Regions from separate parts of the Mus musculus genome. Here region 1 is linked to region 2. Evidence: chromatin contacts called from public Hi-C data. All regions are on one chromosome and are shown on one strand. The core of a region is the stretch at or near the end of the contact, and the rest is flanking DNA. Distances in the headings are between cores, read along the strand shown. Region 1 overlaps Usf3 (upstream transcription factor family member 3). Region 2 holds the start of Usf3 (upstream transcription factor family member 3).

Evidence for each region. A called contact is a pair of places that touch in the nucleus more often than the background predicts.
Region 1: a contact with region 2 is called in a Hi-C map of Th1 cells, with 2.1 times the contacts expected there. The contact joins the enhancer-like site here to the promoter of Usf3 in region 2. A contact is called at or near these places in 2 of 39 promoter capture datasets (the 3T3-L1 cell line and hippocampal neurons), 1 of 15 datasets of contacts at CTCF or cohesin (CD8 T cells), 13 of 484 Hi-C or Micro-C datasets (Sertoli cells, Th1 cells, bone marrow-derived dendritic cells and 10 more), 6 of 115 datasets of contacts at active chromatin or transcription factors (CD8 T cells, the SCID.adh cell line, bone marrow-derived macrophages and 2 more) and 2 of 9 other capture datasets (liver and pancreatic islet).

The regions. Positions count from the first base shown.
Region 1 is chr16:44,205,799-44,211,922 of GRCm38.p6, forward strand. All of the region lies in intron 6 of Usf3 (upstream transcription factor family member 3), which reads left to right. Among named protein-coding and RNA genes, the nearest start is that of Usf3, 35 kb to the left of the region's middle. Within about 2 kb of position 4,538, at least 21 of the 459 cell types and tissues checked have an H3K27ac peak or open chromatin away from gene starts, as enhancers often do. A contact at or near this core is called in Th1 cells and granulosa cells, where this site is marked.
Region 2 is chr16:44,170,106-44,176,482 of GRCm38.p6, forward strand. It overlaps Usf3 (upstream transcription factor family member 3), which reads left to right and starts at 3,292. Exons shown (of 8, transcript NM_001029889.2): 1 at 3,292-3,405.

The sequences.
Region 1 (6,124 bases), core at 3,288-5,787, 37 kb after region 2:
GTACACAGGCTTCATCTTCATTATTCTCCTGCCTCAGCATCCTCACTGTTGGAATTACAACACTACATCTGGCCTCTCCATTGCCTGTCAACTCTAGTTAGTACTTGTAAATCTTAGTTTAATGATGATACTTTTCCCTAATGAAGGTAATCTTGGATTTTCTTAAAAAGCAAGGATAAAACAGAATTGTTGAGCACAAAACAAATAATTCAAGTTATATGGAAATCATGAAAAACTAGAAGAAAATTGATATCCCACTTTCAGGTTACAGCCACTAATAAAGTGATACACACATGTGTAGACACGGCCTTACCAGCAAGTGTCAGCTCCAGTTTGGAAACCGACTTCCTCTGGCTTCCTCCGGCATCCTCTTTCACTGGTTGCACATACTGAACGCCTGGCTCAGATCAGCCGCTCATGCGATCACTTTTCTTTAATGGCTGTGTAGTCATTTAATGACTCCTTGACAGCGGCATGTAAGAACTTGTAGTAACTGTTAAACTAACTTTAATTAAATCACGTATAAAATAAATATGTGTACATAAGTAAATAATATCAAAACAGTAAGCATTAACGTTCTTCCTGCTTTCTAGCCTTAATACAGCTTTCAATGACAACCACTCTCAACTGTTTTCTTTTGATACTTAGTCTTTCATTTATTAGTTTTCTGTATCCTTTTTAAACTTATAAAATTGTGTGTGTGTTTGCATGTATGTGTGTGTGTGTGTGTGTGTGTGTGTGTGCATATGTGTGTGTGGCCTACACTGATGTGAAGGCCAGAGGAGGACATGGGATGTCTTCCTTTACCACTCTCCATATTTTAAAAATATAGTACTTTTATTAATTCTTTGTGAACACAGTACACAGTATTTTGATCATATTCATCCCTGACTCCTTCCCAACCCCTCCCCCAACATCATGCCTTCTTTGTTTTTTCTAATAACCCTTTGTGCTGCCCCTGCATTCATGGGTTCGGGATCCCCCATTTTTCAGTTCACTCCCCACCTTAATCACGCTCCAAAGGACCTCCCAGCTCCCTGTTCCTGCTCCACAACACTGGACTATCTGCAGCGGTAGCCTTGCCTGGCTTCTTATGTGGGTTATGGGATTAAAAACTCAGTCCTTTGTTTTTAGTCTTAACCAGTCAGTCTCTTCTTTTTATAAAGTTTTTCTTATTCTCCACCTAATGGCATATGCTTATTTTATTGATTCTTACCCCTAACTGTTGTATGGGCTTTCCCCGGAAATTTTCTTCAGTTTTTGTGGGCCCCCACCCCCCATTCACTCTTTCCCCTTTCATTTAGGTATTTTGTCTAAATGATAATGTTGAGCCTTTTTATTTAAATGCTTAGTGACATAGGAGATTTCGTTTGTTTGCTGCTTGCTTCATACTTGAGAATGAGGCACCCAGAAGCCAGTCAAAGTTTCCCTGCCCTTTTAACTGTATTCCTGAAGAACCCTATGGTAGTGTGTTTCAGTGCAACTGCCCCTCCCCCAGCTTAGGAAATCACTGACCCTGGTGGCTGCCACCAGGACTGGAGCTCTATTTCCTGTCCACAATTCACATGCTTCCCCTGGGGTCACCTTGCAAAAAAATGACCTGAGAGATTTGTAGGCCAGGTGTGGGCATTGTGGGGAATGTGGATATGTGTGGAGGTGTCTTAAAGATGTCACTGGACCGCTTCCCCTGGGGAGTGGCAAAGGACCCTCCATCTATGTCTTGGGGACACTCAAGGCAGACTAGGGCTGAGGCAGCAGTTCCAGCTACCTGTTGGGTACAGGGCCAGAACTGGCTTGTTGGTGCTGTTCTCCCAATTTTCCAAGCCTCCGTTCCCTACTTTGCCAAGTGGAAACAAATATGCATCGTCCTCTGGCTCTTGGAGCTTAGTGCCTTGGGCAACCTCATCTTCTTCCTGGGATGTACTGCCTCACTTCCCACCCCTTCTTGCTCTAAGAGGCCCTCTGAGCCTGGCCTTGGTACTCACCCTGTCTTGAGGCAGTGCTATAAGAGAAAAGTTTACTCTTATGGATGAGACGGGTGGACAGGGCTATTCAGGTGGGATGCTGATCCAGCGACCAGCACCCAAGCCTGTGCCGCTCATAATGCTTTCCTTATGGAGTTCGTCTGGCTTTCCAGATACAACCCTGAACCACTCCCCAGATCACACGAGGGGGAGGGGTGATGCTTCCTTGGTGTCTGGTTGCCCTGTCCCTGACTCAAGGATAGAAAAAGGGCCTCAAGCTAGGCCACACAAAGCAGTTACACCAAGGGCATCTCTTCCCATCCTCTAGTCCTAGAGGCTTGTCTGACCTGAAGGACACACAGACACAACACCAGGTTTCACCCACTCAAAAGGACTAAAATTCAACCATCCTGGCTTTCAGCCTGGGTGTGGTAGAGACCTGTTCTTAACTTTGAGACTGGCTTTAAGATGTCTGCATAGCCCTAACCTCATACTCCTCCAGAAGAGGGGTCGAAATACTTATTTTAGGGAGAAAGGTTGGAAGAAAAGAGAGAATTTACTAATGAAAGAACTAACAGCTTTTTATAAAACTAATCAAATATGCTTGAGTTTGGCCCTAACTGTTTGTTTGGTTTTCCCCAGGAAAGCCTCTGTCAGTCTCTTCTGTAGGAGTAGAAATGGTGAAGGAGGGTGTGAGCTTGCTTGCTGGAGTTCTGGCTGCTTCAGGGACAGGGCTGGAGGTCCTGGAACTACATGTAGCACATAGCATTTGCTTTGCCTTGCTAGACTCAGGAGCCTTCTCTTGACTAGTTGGAACAACTGTCCCAAAGGTTGAAATTTTCAAGTTCAAATTTCAGAGAAAATAAATTTGCTTTGTATGGTTAAAGCAGGAAAGAAGTTATCCCATTGGCTGAGGATATGGGTATGGGAGGGACCTGGTATCACTGCTCCTGGAGGCTTCTCATCCAGCCCCTTATTGGCACCCTCCTCCAGAAGGACCATAGCGGTTGCTTCTCCATGATGAAACTTGCGGGATGCCAAGACTGGATCAGCTTGCTCTTCCACATTTCCTTCCTTGACACTTCAGTCTCCTTTCATCCCTACCGAGTGGATTACATTTCTATAAATGCGTAAGACTTTTTGTTTGCTTAAGTTTTTGTTTTGTTTCATGTTTTTAAAAATAGACTGCCCCTGATTTCAGGAGCCTGGGTCAGGAGCTACAAGGGCCTGGCCACTCAGTACATGTTGGAAGCTGCCTAGTAAAATCTTACCTTCTACCTACTCCTAGCTTTCATTCCTGGTTCTTGTAAGTTCTTGAGGAAAGGAAATCGTAACTATTTCACTTTTTAGCATCTAGTATGTGCAGAGGAAGTCAGGATTTGGTCCCTGAGCAGAGCAGCTAGCAGGTTGTTGTGTTCCCTGCCTGCTGTCCGAGTAGGGCAGGTAGCTGAGCATGATCAGGTCCTACTGTAATTCTGATTCTTGTCTTAAGGAAGGACAGTATTAGTTTTCTCTTTCTGATTTTGCAGTACTGGGATTTGAAACTAGGGCTATACATACTACATGGAAACTCTACCACTGAGCTACACCTCCAGCCCCTGGTTTATTTTTCAAGTAAAAGAAATCTTTTCTAGTTTCCTAGGTATGCATATTGGGTCTCTGTAGTGACTCAGTCAAAGGAACCCAGAACTGAAGTTTATAGAATCAAACCACTTCGTCACAGCAGTGACTACATGAGAGAGCAATAAAGGCCTGGCGATATTAATACTATGCACTTTGGAGTGGACATTAGTCAATCGCAACCACATGCTTAGTAGTCAAAAGAAAGAAAATTGAAGTGACCAGTGGGTAGCTAAAATGCTTCTTAGTAATAAACTGGCAAGTAAAAGAAATAGTCATTAGAGAGTCGAGGCCAGATGAAATCCTTGAGTGTCCTCTGCTGTGCCCACCTTATTCCTTTGAGACAGGATCTCTCGATGATCCTGGAGCTCACAGGTTTTTTCATTTTATTTGATGGGTTTTGTTTTTGGTTTTGGCTAGACTGGCAAGCAGCAAGCCCCAGCAATCCTGTCCTCTTTGCTCTTCACCCTCAGCACTGGGGTTGCAGGGCCACATGTGCAGATTCTAGGGATCCAAGGTCAGGGCCGCATGCTTGTCAGCACTCTTACCCACCAAGCTGACTCCCCCGCAGCTCTGTCTGGATTTTTAAGGAATATAATGGCATAGATTATTTCTGGAAGGATACGCATGCAACTTCACAATGATTGCTGTAGGACAAGGTCTGGAGAGCGAGAACATAGAGAAATGTTACTTTTCAGTGTTTATCCCTTCATATTAATTATATTTTGCCACATACACATAATGTTTTTATTCTCTGTGTGTGTGTCTTTATGTGCTATGTTCATGTGTGCTATGTACACACGTGTGGAGACAGGATCAATGTTGACTGTCTTCCTTGGTTGCATTCCACCCTATTTTTCTGAGTCTTGCTCTTACACTGAACCTGGAATTCAATGATTCAGCTAAACTGTCTGACTGGTGAGCTCCAGAGATCTGCCTATCTCGGTCTCACAATGGTAAAATTATAGACATGTTCTGCCACGCCCCATGCTGGTGGTCTAAACTCAGGCTCACACTTGCATGCGAGTGCTTTCCCGACTGACCCATCTTCCAGCCCCCACATTGTGTTTTCAGTCTTAAAGTTCATTAAGACCGTGGCACTGGAGAGATGGCCTGCTGCTCTTGGAGAGCACCCAAGTTCTGATCCCAGCACCCAGCAGGCTCACAGCCACCTCTGACTCCATCTTCTCAGGATCCAGTATCCTCTTCTGAGCTCTGTAGGCACCTGCACATGGAACTGTCCCCCACACAAAAGCACGTGTCTACACACAGTTAGAAATAAGCCTTCAAGTGCTCTGATAGAAAATGTAACCTTTAAAAAGAGTTTAGAAATGGGATCTAGTGAGAGCACGGCACCAAAACTCAGTCAAGTGATAGTCCTTTCTCAGCCCAGTTTTTAAGGTACTTTGCAGTTGTGGTTATCAGTGCAGTAATACTGAGAAGCCCCTCCCTCTGTGGCCTCGTTTCCAGTTAGTCTTTTCAGTATGCCTCATCCTTCAGCCCTGTCCTCCCACACACCAGGGGCATCCCTGCCTGGATGCCTTTGCTTTCTGAGCTGTGATCTGCATCTCTTCCTCCAGACAGCCTCAGGGGATGCTTCGCCCTCTTCAGGTTTTACTTGGGTGTCACTTTACCAAGAGCTCCCAAAGCTCCCTCTTCAAAAGCAATAAGAGTCTCAGGACAGGCTCCAGTAAGAAAGTGTCATAGAGCCAGTGACTTAAGAAAAACAAAAGCTTAACCTGGCAGTTGTGGAGGCTGAGAAGTCCAAAACAAAGATTCCAGCCTGTGGGCTGTACACATGACTCCACAGTTTAAGTAGGAGCTCCTCTTGCAGAGGACCTAAGCTGGCTCTCAGTGCCTCTGTCAGGCATCTCTCTACTCCAGACCACTGGGATTCAACACCTCCAGCCTCCTCGGGCACTCATGTGCTTAAACCCACACAAAAACACAAAGATCATTAAAAATAATAAAATCTTAAAAACTAAAAATTTTCTAGTCCTAATTATGTACAGAGAGAAAGATCACCACACTTCTCTTTTTGAAATAATAAATTATTGTTTATGTATATGTGTGAGTTTGTGTACCCTGGGTAAATGCAAGACATTGCAGAGCCCAGAGAGGTTGTTGGAGCCAATGCACTGGAGCTACATGTGATTGTGAGCTCCATATGAGTACTAGGAGCCAAATCTAGGTCCTCTGCAAAAGCAGTAAGTGACCTTAACTGCGAAGCCACCTTTCCAGCCTGTCTCTTCTTATAAGGGTGCTAACTGCATCGCAGTGTTAGCTGGTGAACCATCTCTCCATCTCTCCTTCTTCTTGTAAGGGTGCTTGATCCGACTCAGGAGGGCAGAGCTCTCTCAGACTTCAGCTCCACATGCCAGCACATCACAGAGCAGAAGCTGTACGTGTAAATTGGGCAGAATGTCACAGACGTTCAGTTCACACTGCCAGTACAGGCTCCTTCCGTATCGTCCTTGGTTTGCCTTTGGACTGCTTCTTGTGTGTCATGCAAAAATCTTTTCACCCAATTTTGTGTGTGT
Region 2 (6,377 bases), core at 2,042-4,541:
AGACGCATTTGTTTAAATGATTGCCCTTCTGAGCAAGGAGGGAGTAGGTGGAGCTGAGCCTGGAGCTGCTTCTACTCGGAGCTGCTGCTGACATTCAGTCTTCAACCCATGTCAGAAGGTTCCTTTCAGGAAATGGATCTGAGGGTGCAAATAAACATGCAAATCTTTCTGTGCCCTCCAGGAGCCTCAAGTAAGTGGGTGAAAATCAGACTCTGAGGGGTCTGACCTGTAGAATGACTAGTTTCAGGCAGATACTGTAGGTTATTACCAATACAGACACTAAGAAGCACACAGCAGCTATACGTAGGTATCATCTCAATCTACTAAGTGATGTTGAATAAAGCTGGGAAAAGACTCAGAGTTGAGTTGTCTTGTTGTTTTTTTGAGACAGGGTTTCTCTGTGTAGCCCTGGCTGTCCTGGAACTCACTCTGTAGACCAGGCTGGCCTCGCACTCAGAAATCTGCCTGCCTCTGCCTCCCAAATGCTGGGATTACAGGCATGCACCACCACTGCCCGGCTCCTTAGTTGAGATTTGAACTTTGTTTTCTCATGTTTCATTTATTTCTATGTGTGTGTGTGTGTTTGTGCTCATGCACAGCGCACATATGGAGGCGAGCGGTCTTCTTGGAGTTCCCTCTCTGCTTCTACCATGTAGGCTCTGGAGTTTAAAGCCAGGTCACCAGGCTTGTTGGCAGATAGCACCTTTACTCTGAGCCACCATGCTGTCTCACTAGCTTGAGATCTGGACTTCAATCAGGAAATGAGGATTAAAACTAAAATTTAGCTGGGCAGTGGTGACGCATGCCTTTAATCCCAGCACTTGGGAGGCAGAGGCAGGCGAATTTCTGAGTTTGAGGCCAGCCTGGTCTACAGAGTGAGTTCCAGGACAGCCAGGGCTACACAGAGAAACTCTATCTCAGAAAAAAAAGAAAAGAGTAAAAGTTAATATTCTGAGCTTTCTCAAGAAATACTTGAGTTTTTGTTTTGTTTGTTTGATTGTTTGAATAATTATTTGTTTTCAAGACACGGTTCCTTTGTGTACCCCTAGCTGTCCTGGAACTCATGTAGTAGACCAGGCTAGAGTGGAACTCACAGAGATCTGCTTGCCTTTGTCTCCTGAGTGCTGGGATTAAAGGCCTACCACCTGGCTTTTTTTCTATTTTGAAATCATGTCAAAAATATTAATAATGATTCAAAACCCTTTAAATTCTGTTTTCTAAATTGTCAAAACTTTGTTTTGCATCTGGATTTGGTGTGCACACTATGAATTCCATCACTCATACTCAGGATGCAGAGGCAGCTGGATCTCTATGAGTTCAAAGCCAGCCTAGTCTACACACTGAGATTCTGTCTCAAACAACAAAATTCCAATATATATATATATAGGGGTTTTTTTTGTTTTGTTTTTTTGTTTTTTGTTTTTTTTGAGACAGGGTTTCTCTGTGCGGTCCTGGCTGTCCTGGAACTCACTCTGTAGACCAGGCTGGCCTAGAACTCAGAAATCTGCCTGCCTCTGCCTCCAAGTGCTGGGATTACAGGCATGTGCCACCACTGCCTGGCCAAATTTTTTTTTTATTTTAAATTAGAATTAATTTATTATAGTTCAGGAAGTTACGTGTAGCCCGGATTTGATATGTGTTACCCATAAAACCTTATATTTATACTGACATCGAAATGATTTCGTGTAGCTGGACATATATTAACATTATAGATTCATGGATGTATTATTAGTATTACTATTACAGATCTGATCCTAAGGTCTCTGCTGCTAGGGACTAGGGAATGACAAACGTATTCAAAAGTTAATTAAAACTCACTAGCAAGCTGGGCGGTGGGTGGTGGTGCAAGCCTTTAATCCCAGCACTTGGGAAGCAGAGGCAGGCGGATTTCTGAGTTCAAGGCCAGCCTGGTCTACAAAGTGAGTTCCAGGACAGCCAGGGCTACACAGAGAACCCTGTCTCGAAAAACAGCAACAACAACAAAAAAACTCACTGGCCTGGCCCAGATGGGACAAGGAAGTGAAAAAGAAATCAAACTGCCTATTAGCACCAAATTTGAAGTAACAGTAAGGGCCTATTTTATCACAGATTTTCAAAGTGCGGAGGAAACATAAAACGGGGTTACTGTTAACCTTTTTCTCAATGCAAGGTCTGTTTCTACTGTACATAGGTTCAAGTAGTATTTCTATTATGCCCTGCGTTCCAGTCCAATTGGCTATATCTGGTTGTGAAAAGCTCATAAATCTTTCACCACCACTAGGTGGAGAATCAGACACCTGTCTCGGGGAGGCGGGCTTGTGAAATGAAACAAAACTAGAAAAAGATAGCTGGATAGTTCAAGAGCTCCAAAGGCACTTTAGAGGACGCTGAGGTCTCCGGTCCTAAATAAGGGTGTCTAGTAGCCTAAATTTAAGGTTCCAATCCCATCCCCCAAAGCCACGCACTCACTTCCTTAGCAGGGGACTGCAGAACCTTTCTGAAAACGGGCTTCGTGCAAATAAAGGACGTCAAGAGTCCACCGTATACGAATTCCTGCAGTCTCCAATATCCAAAGATAGTGCACTGAGGGAAGTCACATAGGACTGGATTTTCCACCTTCATTTACCACCTTCTAACCCTCCAGGCTAAAGGTACTTGTCTATCTTTTGCCACTCTCCTCCTCTTCAGTTTTTTTCATTTCTACGCTTGCATTGAAAGCTGCCATAAGCATAATACAGAACAGGGTGCGAGGAAGTTTCTTAAAAACCTCTTTTTTTTTTTTTTTTTCCTAGCTTCTCAAAGCGTCCCCTTTAAGGAACCAGGCCCACCTCTTTCTCATCCACCTACTGGCTTTCCTTTCTGCCTGTCACTCTACCTTTAAGAATATTTCCTGTTCTTTCAACCCAACTTGCACACCTCCGCCCCCCGGCCTTGGTCATTGGGCCGCCCGAGGCCTGTTCCCTCCTAGCTTTTCCCTCCTTCTCCTCCCGCCCTCCAGCCTAGCGCAGCGGAATCCCGGCTTCTGACTGGCCACGGTGGCAGCCTCCCCAGCACCGGATTGGCCGGCCGGTTGGTCGGGGCGGGAGCGAGGCGCATCCAGGCTAGGCTGTGCGCGTGCCGAGCGGCGGCCGCGGGAGGGGCGGGAGGGGCGGGGGGAGGGGGGCTGGGAAAGTTGAGGCCGTGCTGCCGCCGGGTCTCCGGCCTCGAGGGCTCGGGCTCGCTGCGGCGGCGGTGGCCGCGAGGAGAGGCGGCGGGGGCGGGGGGAGAGGAGGGCCCGGGCCCGCGCTCCCCCAGCCCCGCAGAAGCAGGGGGCGGCCGCGGACCCAGAGGCTCGCCTAGACGGCCAGACACCGCTGCCTTCCGCTCCTGGGACCATGACCCAGGCGGGGGTCGCCGCCGCCGTGGCCCGGAGCGCGTCACCGGCGGGTGAGTGGCCGCGGGAGGGGGCGCTGACAGCCGGGACCGCGGCTGCGGGGGCGGCTCCGGGGGGCGGCCCCGGGCTCAGCTCCACCCACCCCCTCCTAGCCGCGGGAGGTGAGGGCTAGGCTGAGTGCCCCTCGTTCCTGGGGTCCCCAGAACTCCCCACCTATCCCGGGGCGATCGCTCTCTTCACTCCGGCATGCTCGCACCCTGGGTGCCAGGCCTGAGGGAGCTCGCCCTGCTCCCGGTGCGCGCCGGCGGACAGAGGCCCCATGCTGTCCTGGGTGCATAAAGAGCTGGGCAGCCAGGTCCCCACCGGGTGGCCTTTGCTAGCCTCCTTCACCTTTTGCCATCCCTTCCATCTCTTTACTTGTCTTCTGACTTTCCTTCTGATCCACTCGTCAAACTCGCTGCTTGCTTTTGTAACTTTCACCTCTGTGTCGGAGAGTTAGGCTGACGTTTTCTTTTTAGAAGCCCATCTTTTTGCTTCTGAATAGCACTGGTCCATGCGAATGGCATTCTTGTCCGATTTCAAATTTCCTGAACAAGCATGAGGTTTCTGGACGCTTGGCTGAGGTTGGGCATTTTGGGGATAGAGTTCTCTTCTCTCTGTGGGGTCTTTTTTGCTTTTATTGACCTCATCTGTAGATAAGAGACCACAAAAAACTAACTGCCAAAACCAACTAATGTTCAGATAACATTTTACCACTAAGTTGAGTGAATTAACAAACATGATAGGTCTGGCCGACTTTATGGGTAACAGTGGCAGAGTCTTAAAGGAAACTTTGATGAGTAAGTGGACCCTGCAGTAGCTTTTCCCCATGGCCAGTCAGATCTGCTCTTTGCAGGGCCGACAGTTTCCTCGGTGACCTTTTCCTTTCCCTCAGAACACTTGACTTGCTGTATGGATACTATGTTTCCATTTGCTTGGGAAATACACAACGTATTTGTTGCAAACTGAGGAAGATTCATTGAGAAGCCAAGAGTTGTGAATGAAAGCTGTATCAAGAAGCATGCCAAAGGCCAACAGCCACTTGTGACCCAGAATGAACATAAAAGTGGTCCAACCCAAAATTGAAAACATATCCAATCCCTTGAGGGTTTCTTTTTTTCCTTTCTTAATTTCATTGTATGGTTCCAGAGAGTGAACCTTGTAAAGACAAGTTTGTGTCACAATGTCAAAAGGTTGGGCAGTAGTCTAAACATTATGACTTTTGTATAGATTAGCTTTAGTAGTTTGGTGATTGTAGTAGTCTGTGCATTGATGAAATGTAGAACTCTTTTGATACAAAAGCATTTCCATTCAGTGTGGTAAGGGCCACCTAGAATAGTTATTTTCTACCCTAGTCGTCTATAGAACATCACAGAAGTTTTTTTAAAAAAGATTTTACAGTGAGCTAGTTTTGTATGAAACACACACATGTGCGCGCGCACACACACTTGCACATGCACATGCACGCACTGTTTAACTCCAGCTAGAAGAGAAGCTTCCACAGATAGCAAGCTTGGAACCCCTGGCAGTAAAGCCAGGTCTTAATGTTATCTCACGCTGTTCCTTCCTGTGGTCAAGCCCAATGGTTTCTTAACTGGATTGTTTGTTACAGTCACCTTCCCAGACTTTACCTTTGATCTGGAGGGAGGCAGGCTGTGGTATACCTCTTAAAACTCTCCAGGCTATTCTGCTCAGCAGCCAGGGCTGAAAATTACCTTAAGCTTGGTACAATGTCCAGGCTGTTCTGCTTGTATTCCAGGGTTTTCCTTGGCAAGCCTTAAGTTGTGTATTCAACTTTTGCCCCACAACCTTCCATGTGAACCTTTGGACCCCACTCAGATAATGCAATTTAGATCCCTGCTGTTGCTAACTTGGGTGTTTCTCCTCTATATCAAGTAATTGTAGTGACAGATCCCTTAAATATGAAATCTTTGGTATGTAAGTGCACATATACCGTGAGTGTGTGTGTGTGTGTGTGTGTGTGTGATAAAGGATCTCTCGTTGCTCCTAGGCTGACTTTGAATTTGTAGCGATCCTCAGGCTTTTATCTCCCAAGTGCTGGAATTACAGATGTGTGCCCTCATACCTCACACCAAGAATAGTTTTAGATTTTAAAAATTACATTATTGAGAGGGGGGGTGGGTCTGCATTTGCAGTATATAGATGCGGGGTCAGAGGACAACTTGAGAGACAGTTTTCTGCTGTGTGGGATTGGACTCAACTTGGCAGGCTTGGCAGCAAGTACTTGGTGAGCCATCTTACCAAGCCAACAACAAATTTTGTTTTGTTTTGTTTTGTTTTGTTTTTCGAGACAGAGTTTCTCTGTGTATCTTTGGCTGCCCTGGAATTCCATGGGTAGACCAGGCTAGCCTTGATCTCAAAGATCCATCTGCCTCTGCCTTCCAAGTGCTGGGATTAAAGGTGTGTGCCACCACCACCCAGATGAGTCTATTTTTGTTGGTGGTTCTTATATAGTTTCAAGTTTGATTTTTTTTATTAGATATTGTCTTCATTTACATTTCAAATGCTATCCCAAATGTCTCCTATACCCCCTCCCCTGCCCTGCTCCCCTACCCACTTACTACCACTTCCTGGCCCTGGCGTTCCCCTGTACTGAGGCATATAAAGTTTGCTAGACCAAGGGGCCTCTCTTCCCAATGATGGCCAACTAGGGCACCTTCTGCTACATATGTAGCTAGAGACACGAGTTCTGGGGGTACTGGTTAGTTCATATTGTTGTTTCACCTATAGGGTTGCAGATCCCTTCAGCTCTTTGGGTACTTTCTCTAGCTCCTCCATTGGGGGCCCTGTGTTCCATCCAATAGCTGACTGTGAGCATCCACTTCTGTATTTGCCAGGCACTGGCAAAGCCTCACCGGAGACAGGTCAAGTTTGACAACTTTGAATTGGACAATCAGTTTGGGGTTGGGGGAGGGGTTATCCTAGATGAGGCTAATTCTCCCAATGATCATTAGTTGCTGTAATT